Linked DNA regions of Oryctolagus cuniculus: region 1 is linked to region 2. A link is a contact called in public Micro-C data. All regions are on one chromosome and are shown on one strand. Each heading gives the region's core, a stretch centred on a gene start, on an enhancer-like site or on the middle of the called end of the contact. The rest is flanking DNA. Distances are from core to core; before and after follow the strand shown. Region 1 overlaps LRP4 (LDL receptor related protein 4). Region 2 overlaps CSTPP1 (centriolar satellite-associated tubulin polyglutamylase complex regulator 1).

The links. Hi-C and Micro-C count contacts between places; a contact is called where the count stands out from the background.
Region 1: a Micro-C map of ear pinna shows a contact between it and region 2, with 3 times the contacts expected there. The contact joins two enhancer-like sites. A contact is called at or near these places in 4 of 6 Hi-C or Micro-C datasets (ear pinna, liver, psoas muscle and 1 more).

The regions. Positions count from the first base shown.
Region 1 is chr1:19,043,389-19,046,998 of mOryCun1.1, forward strand. It overlaps LRP4 (LDL receptor related protein 4), which reads left to right. Exons shown (of 38, transcript XM_070071003.1): 7 at 1-18; 8 at 354-479; 9 at 1,050-1,175; 10 at 1,369-1,503; 11 at 1,885-2,010; 12 at 2,331-2,561. Among named protein-coding and RNA genes, the nearest start is that of LRP4, 20 kb to the left of the region's middle. Within about 2 kb of position 1,328, at least 3 of the 8 cell types and tissues checked have an H3K27ac peak or open chromatin away from gene starts, as enhancers often do. A contact at or near this core is called in ear pinna, where this site is marked.
Region 2 is chr1:18,772,749-18,776,740 of mOryCun1.1, forward strand. It overlaps CSTPP1 (centriolar satellite-associated tubulin polyglutamylase complex regulator 1), which reads right to left. Exons shown (of 9, transcript XM_051852833.2): 7 at 2,928-3,037; 8 at 1,203-1,266. Among named protein-coding and RNA genes, the nearest start is that of ARFGAP2, 15 kb to the left of the region's middle. Within about 2 kb of position 2,698, at least 2 of the 8 cell types and tissues checked have an H3K27ac peak or open chromatin away from gene starts, as enhancers often do. A contact at or near this core is called in ear pinna, where this site is marked.

The sequences.
Region 1 (3,610 bases), core at 78-2,577, 270 kb after region 2:
CTGATGAGCGCAACTGCAGTGAGTGTGGGGGGACAGCACCGAAGGCTGCAACTAGGGAGTGGGGTTGTTGGACAGGACCACCATGCACCGTTGTGTGGGTGGGACACTGCACAGAGGCGCAATATCCAGTCGGATACCAGTCATATAGTAGATACAGCCTCATCATGGCCTTTTCCCAAGGATGGCAGTAAAGAGCCTTGAGGCCTGATTCCCACAAGGATGCCCCACAGACCAGCTCACACTGGTATCGAGAAGGGTGGCATGGGTGCTGACATAAGCTCCAGTTTCGGGTGGCAGGGCAGAGTTTGAGGCCGAGCGAGGCCAGCCTTTCACTAGGCCTTTGCTTTGCCCAGCCACCTCGGTGTGCACGGCAGAACAGTTCCGCTGTCGGTCAGGCCGCTGCATCCGCCTGTCGTGGCGCTGTGATGGGGAGGTCGACTGTGCAGACAACAGTGATGAAGAGAACTGTGAGAACACAGGTGGAGTCTCCCGGGATTCCCCCAGACCCCTTAGCCTCTAGTTGGAGTGGGGGCCACGGGTGGAAAGAGGGTGTGACCGCTGCCCTTCCAGTTTGCCCTGGAGGTGCTATGTTTAGATTTTCCCTTGCTATGGATTTTCCTGCCCTTCCCAGTGACCAGGGTCAAACTCAGGTGCATCACTGACCTGGGGCCCCGGGGGCCTGAAACATGGTATCAGGGCTATGAGTTACGAATGCCGCTCACATCCCAGCCCACACACAGCCAGAGCCTACCTCTCGGGAGCTGACAGCCCATGCCCACACCATACCAGCCTTACAGAGATACAGTTGATTGTGTCCCACATCCCGTCCCTTGCCTTGTGGTGCCCAGGGGAGAGCACGAATGCAGACATCAGCCAGCCCTGTCTGAGCTGTTTCCTGCCTTGGACCCCGACCCTCCCACCTTGTCTCATCTGTCTCCAGCTCGCCCTAGAAAATGACAGGCTCCATCCTTTTGTTGACCCAAGCCCTGCCCCGCTGTGACCTGACTCTCCCTTCTTCCCTCTCCCTCTCCCTCTCCTTCTCTTTCTAGGAAGCCCCCAGTGTGCCTCGGACCAGTTCCTGTGTTGGAACGGGCGCTGCATTGGGCAGAGGAAGCTGTGCAACGGGGTCAATGACTGCGGTGACAACAGCGACGAAAGCCCACAGCAGAGCTGCCGTGAGTGTCCCCAGCGGGCGGACCTGCCACGTGGCTTGTGGTTGAACCCCACCCAGAAGGCTCAAAGGGAATCCTCCCTGGGGACTCTCGGAGCTTTGGGAGCTGTGCTCCGTGGGCCAGGTGGAATGCCAAGTTGGCTGTCTGGGGGAGGATTCTGGGCTCGACTCCCAACTCTCTGCCTTGGCTGGCACAGGGCCCCGGACTGGTGAGGAGAGCTGCACTGTTAACAACGGCGGCTGCGCCCAGAAGTGCCAGATGGTGCGGGGAACAGTGCAGTGTACCTGCCACACAGGCTACAGGCTCATGGAGGATGGGCGCACGTGCCACGGTGAGCTGGGGCCTGGCTTACAGCAGGGTCAGGCCGTAGTCAAGGGCAGCAGACAGGCAGCTGTGTTTCCTGCGGGTCAGGATGGACGTGGCCCCAGTCCATTATCCCGATAACCCTAAGAAGTGGCATCATCCTGCCCACGGCTCAGGGAGGCTCAGTAACTTACCAAAAGCCACACAGCTAGGCAGCAGCAGAGTTGGGATCCCAGCCCAGCTCAGTGTGCATGGCCCCAGAGAGCCTTAACCCCTTGTTTCATGGCCTTCCCACCAGCCTAGAAAGTAGGTGGGGATGAGGGCAGGAAGCAGCCAGTCCAGTTGGCCTGGGAATTGGGGTGGGAGGGTGGTGGAACGGAGTTCTCCTGACCCTGCCCCGTGTTCGCAGATGTGAATGAATGTGCCGAAGAGGGGTATTGCAGCCAGGGCTGCACCAACAGTGAAGGGGCTTTCCAGTGCTGGTGTGAAGCTGGCTATGAGCTACGGCCCGACCGGCGCAGCTGCAAGGCGCTGGGTAAGGGGTGCTGGCCGGGTGGGGAGCAGGCTGAGCGTGGAGAAACGCCAGGTGATCCGAAGCTCAGGAATTAGCTGGCAGGTAGTGCAGTTTCCATCAGAGTAAAATGAAGTGCTGAGTTCCATCCTGGGCCCCAAGGAAACCCCTTACAGGAGTGGGATGGAGAGTGTAGTTTGGAGGTTTCCACTCCTGCAGTACCAAGACTGACCGCTTGGGGGAGCATCTGTCAGCTGAGGACCTGGGGGTGTGTGCCGAGATGAGTATGGATCAGGGACAGCGCTGAAGCCCAGTGGGGACCTGGTTTTTATGCTGTGTCCCAGGGCCGGAGCCTGTGCTACTGTTTGCCAATCGCATCGACATCCGGCAGGTGCTGCCGCACCGCTCCGAGTACACCCTGCTGCTCAACAACCTGGAGAATGCCATCGCCCTTGATTTCCATCACCGGCGTGAGCTCGTCTTCTGGTCGGATGTCACCCTGGACCGGATCCTCCGTGCCAACCTCAATGGCAGCAATGTGGAGGAGGTTGTGTCTACTGGGCTGGAGAGCCCAGGTAGGGACAAGGCCCCAGGGGAAGGGGCAGGGCCGCAGTGGAAGGCAGGCAGGCAGGCAGGCAAGGGGTTTGCAAACCCTAGGAAGCAGAATATCTTTTTCTTCCAGTGAAGTCTTAAATGGAATTCTAATATATCAAAGCTTTGCTAGTGTATATGAGGGTACTTCATGGAGGGGGTGGATATTTAATCTAATGGTTCAGGTTAAGGTATCAGTTGCGATGCCTGCCTCTCCTATCTGAATGCCTGAGTTAGATACCCAGCTCTGGCTTCTGACTCCAGCTTCCTACTAATGCAGACCCAGGAGGCAGCAGCCGCAGCTCAAGTAACTGGGTTCCTGCCATGCATGTGGAAGATCAGGGTTGAGTCCCTGGCTCTGGGAATTAGGGGAGCGAATTAGCAGATGGGTGTTCTTTACCCACCCACCCCCAACCCCGGTCTCTCAAATAAACTGGAAAAACAAAAGAATTAATGGGAAAATGGAATTAAAAGATAAGTTTGGTGTAGCAAGATATTGAAATCCATGCACAGGGGCCGGTGTTGCACAGCAGGTTAAGCTACTATGTGTAGTGGTGGCATCCCATGTTGGAGTGAGTGCCAGTTCAAACTCTGGCCGCTCTGCTTCTAATCCAGCTCCCTGCTAATGGGCCTGGGAAAGCAGCAGAAGGTGGCCCAGCTTCTTGGGCCCCAGCCACCCATGTGGGAGACCCAAATGGACTTTCAGGCTCCTGGCTTCAGCCTGGTCCACTCCTGGATGTTGTGGCCATCTAGGGAGTGAATCAGAGGATAGAAGATCAGTCTCAATCTTTCTCTCTCTCTCATTCTTTCAAATAAATAATTTTTTAAAAAAAGACATTTTATTTAAAAAAAGAAATCCATGCACAGTTTTCAAATTTCATCAATTTTTTTTAATTTTTTTTCTGAGAAGGAGAGACAGACAGAGCTCCCATCTGCTGGTTCATTCCCCAAACCCCTGCAGTGACATAGGAGGGTGGGCTGTGCCAAAGCCAAGAGCCAGGAACTCAATCCAGGACTCATGGGTGGCCTCCCA
Region 2 (3,992 bases), core at 1,448-3,947:
CCCTGGCTAGAAGATTTCAGGGCTGGCCTTTGTGCTGGTCTTGAAAGTGACAGGACCCTGGCCTTGAACCCCCCAAGCCAGGTTCCCGAAGGCCCCCTCCAGCTGGGAGTAGCAGCCCGTTGCCAGGGCACTCTGGGCTGCAGGTGACCCTGTGCTCCGCAGCTGAGGCAGCCGTCCGGGCTTGAGGGGCTGTTGCCCCACCCACGTGCTCCAGAAAAGCCAAGTCCACACATTCGTCCCCTTCCCTTCACCCTCAGCTGTGGCTTTAGACTCCTCGCTTAACAGACACAAGGGGCTTTATTCATTTCACATATTTGACTGTTCGTCACAGAGCAGACTAAAGCAGGTGTTGGAAGTGGAAATGTGGCACTGTTGTCTTGGCCTCTTTCCTACCATGGCCATGGCTGTTTTCCCAGTAGAAGGCCACAGTGGTCATGCGCCCCTAGTGCACGTCCTGCAGTGCTTAGTGGGGCTGGGGGAGGGAGGTGGGCAGGGACCGCCCTTGCTCATGGGGTTAGGAGGACTTTCCACAAGAGACCCGAGCCAGCAGTCAGGTGACCTCAGCCCAGCCTGCCCGCTTGGGGCCGGACTGAAGTCCAAAGGCTGACGGCCCCCAGGGATAGACTTGGCTGAAGAACCGGGTGTGTGGTTCGCTGGGCTGTTATTCAGCCGTTTCGTCAGCAGAGGGCGGCAGGGTGCGGGCCAGGCAGGTGGGTGGGAGTAGCAGGGCTGGGCGGGGCAAGGTAGAGGGTGCAGGCAGGGCCTGTTGGACTCCTCAAGTCTCGGACTCGTCTGTCTCTTCCGTGGAGCCATCACTCTCGGCATCCACTTTGCGGGAGTGATGGAGGGGCCTCCAGGGGGAGCCAACCCGGGAAGGGGTCCGGGAAGGCAGGCAGCTGGCCTCAGGCGTGGCAGTGACCGAGTTGACCAGGCCTGGGACCTGAACCAGCCTGAAAGAGCGAAAAAGCCCGGAGGGCAGCAAGGCTCCGTCTGCCCAGAGACCACGACCTCCACGCGCACTCCTGCTCCTGGACGAACCTAAGGGCTTAGCCCACAGAACTCGTGAGGCCACCTCAGGCTTCTGCTGACCCCCAAACCCTTCCCTGACTGGCGCAGGGCGTTACCGACCCTACGCTGTGACCCATGGCGGGCACAGCCGCGTCCATCCACAAGGGGGCAGCACCTCCCCACTTGACACTTACAGCCGTTCCAGCTCCTCATCCATGGCTGGGTCGTGCATCAGATCTCCTTTGTCAGGCAAAGCTCCTAGGAGATAATTGTGGGGCACAAAACTCAATCCCAGCTTCCTTCCACCTCTGCCTACTCTGCTGACCCTGGGGAGGGCTGCTCCTGGGTCAGAGAACAGCCATGGGCAGGAAGTCCTGGGTCCCCGGGGACCTGTCGTGGGCCCTGCTGCCCAGCCTCCCTCACTGGGGGCAGAGGCAACGGGGAAAACATTTCCAAGCAAACGGTGTCCCCTTCCGAAATGTCTTGGGGTGTGAACTGTTGCTGGTTCTGGAGGCCCCAAGCCCCACAGGCCAGAGGTGATCCAAGTGTGTGTGCCCCAGTTGGGGTGGCGCCCTCTTAGAGACAGCAACGGCTGCTCCTGCTCCTGGGGGACGGGCGGGGGCCCTGCGTCTCAGAGGTGAGAAGAGGAGGCTGGGTCTCAAGGCCGAAGCCCGCGTGGCATGGCCAGAGGTGGCCAGGAGGGGCGCTGTCCCATCTGGACTTAACTCCAAGCCGAGTGGAGGCGAGGCACGGCCTCCACAGTGCCGGTCTCCAGCCTCTCCACATCTCCAGGGGATGCCACCAGGCCCCTTTTGTGCTATGTTAGTGGTTTTCAAACTGGCTTCCATGGAACCCTCCCATTTTCCTGGCTGCCTTGGGGGCTAAGGGAGCAAGGTGCCCCCTTCCACAAGGGGCTTCAACCAGCGCGTGCCCAGATCGCCATCCCATGCGCCAGAGCTGCAGGTGAGGGCAGAGACCGCGTGTCTCCCACGCCAGGCGTGAGTGCTTGGGACGGGCTACTGAATGAGTGTCTTTAAAAGGCCTGGAGAGGCCGAGAGGGGATGAGGTTAGCCCCAGCTGTGCCCCAGCTGCTAGTCAGCTCTTCCCGGGTAGCAGCCGTAAGCTTGGAAAGGAAGGGAGGGGCCGCTGCCTGGGAGTGTGGGCGCGCACCCCCTGCAGACCCTCTCCCGCCCCACCCCCTTCCTCCTGACCCCTGACGTCCAAGCCTAGCCGGTGACCTTGGCTACCAGCCTCCCTTGCTTGAGGGGTCCCTAGACCATGCAAGTGCGGAGCACCATGTGGCTGGCTGTGCCCCTCGGGGTAGCCCTGAAGACCTGTGGGCGCTCCTCCCAGAGCTGGCCCAAGGAAAAGGCCAGCCTCCTCTGAGACTCAGCACCCAGGGCCCCAAGCACCCCAGAAGCTCCCCTGGGGACAGACAGAGAAGCAGCCGGGACAGTCGGGCAGACCGGCAGACCGTGGCTTTTCCCCTGGAGAGCAGTGGCTGGGGGCGGGGCAGGGTGGGGAAAGCCAACCCGTGGGACCAGGACAGACAGCCGAAACTGGGCCAGCGCAGGCTCCCGCCTTTTTGTTCCCTTTCAGGTTAGTCGGTGTTCCTCCCCAGACACACCTCTGCCCTGTTTGTAAATGGGATCCAGGGCTCTTTGCTATGTCATCTGTGGAGCCACGGGTGAATAGCCCTGTGCCTGCCCCGCAGGCAGGCCGCGCCCCACGCTTCATGTCCAGGCCCGCTTCATGTCCGGGCAGCGCGCAGCGGCCGGGAGCGCTGTCCCTTACCATGGGAATGTGAGGCCCAACGGGGCACAGTCTGGGGCTGTGCTCATTCCGCTCCCTAGGACTCAGGGCCACGGGGCCACCTGCCGGACCCGGGGATGGTGGGGCCGGGCGGGGCTCTGGCTTACCTAGGGCTTGGTTGATCCCATGATGCTTTGAGAGGGCCACAAGGAATCCATAGAAAGTCAGTCTCTGCACGCTGCTCAGGATCTCTTTGACAAGAGCTGGGGGCGGGCAGCTGAAAGGGGAATGCAGGAGGCAGAGTCAGAGACCAGGGTCGGCTTCCTCCAGCCCTTCAGGCCTGGAAGGATTCCAGGCCCACGAGCCACCGCGGGAGCAAGGCTTTGGCTGCAGGCAGCTCTGCTCCCTCCAGGTGACACCTCCTGGGGGTGCGTCCCGAACAGCTGGCTGTCCTGTCCCTAAGGTGACTTCATGCCACAGCGGACTGCTGAGCTCTTCCTTGCTACAGGAATGTTTAAAAATAGTTATTAGGGCCGGCACCGCAGCTCACTAGGCTAATCCTCCGCCTAGTGGTGCCGGCATACCGGGTTCTAGTCCCAGTCGGGGCGCCGGATTCTGTCCCGGTTGCCCCTCTTCCAGGCCAGCTCTCTGCTGTGGCCCGGGAGTGCAGTGGAGGATGGCCCAAGTGCTTGGGCCCTGTACCCCATGGGAGACCAGGAGAAGCACCTGGCTCCTGCCTTCAGATCAGCGCGGCCATTGGAGGGTGAACCAACAGCAAAGGAAGACCTTTCTGTCTCTCTCTCTCTCTCTCACTGTCCACTCTGCCTGTAAAAAAAAAAAAAAGTTATTTCACAGGCAGAGGGACGGAGAGAGGTCTTCCATCCACTGGTTCACTCCCACAACGGTCCAAACAGCCAGGGCTGGGCCAGGCCGAAGCCAGGAGCCAGGAGCCTCATCTGGGTCTCCCATGTGGGTGCAGGGCCCAAGGTCTTGGGCCATCCTCTGCTACTGTCCCAGGTGTATTAGCAGGGAGCTGGATCAGAAGTAGGGCAGCCAGGACTTGAACCGGCGCTCCAGCGTGGGATGCCAGCAACACAAGCGGTGCCTTAACCTGCCGTGCCACATGTTGGGCCAGGTGGGAGCAGGCCTTTCTGTGGGAGCCCCCCGGGGAGCTGGAGTCAGCGCCCTGGCGAGCAGCACGGGGCACTGTCCCGTTTCACATTCCACCTGTT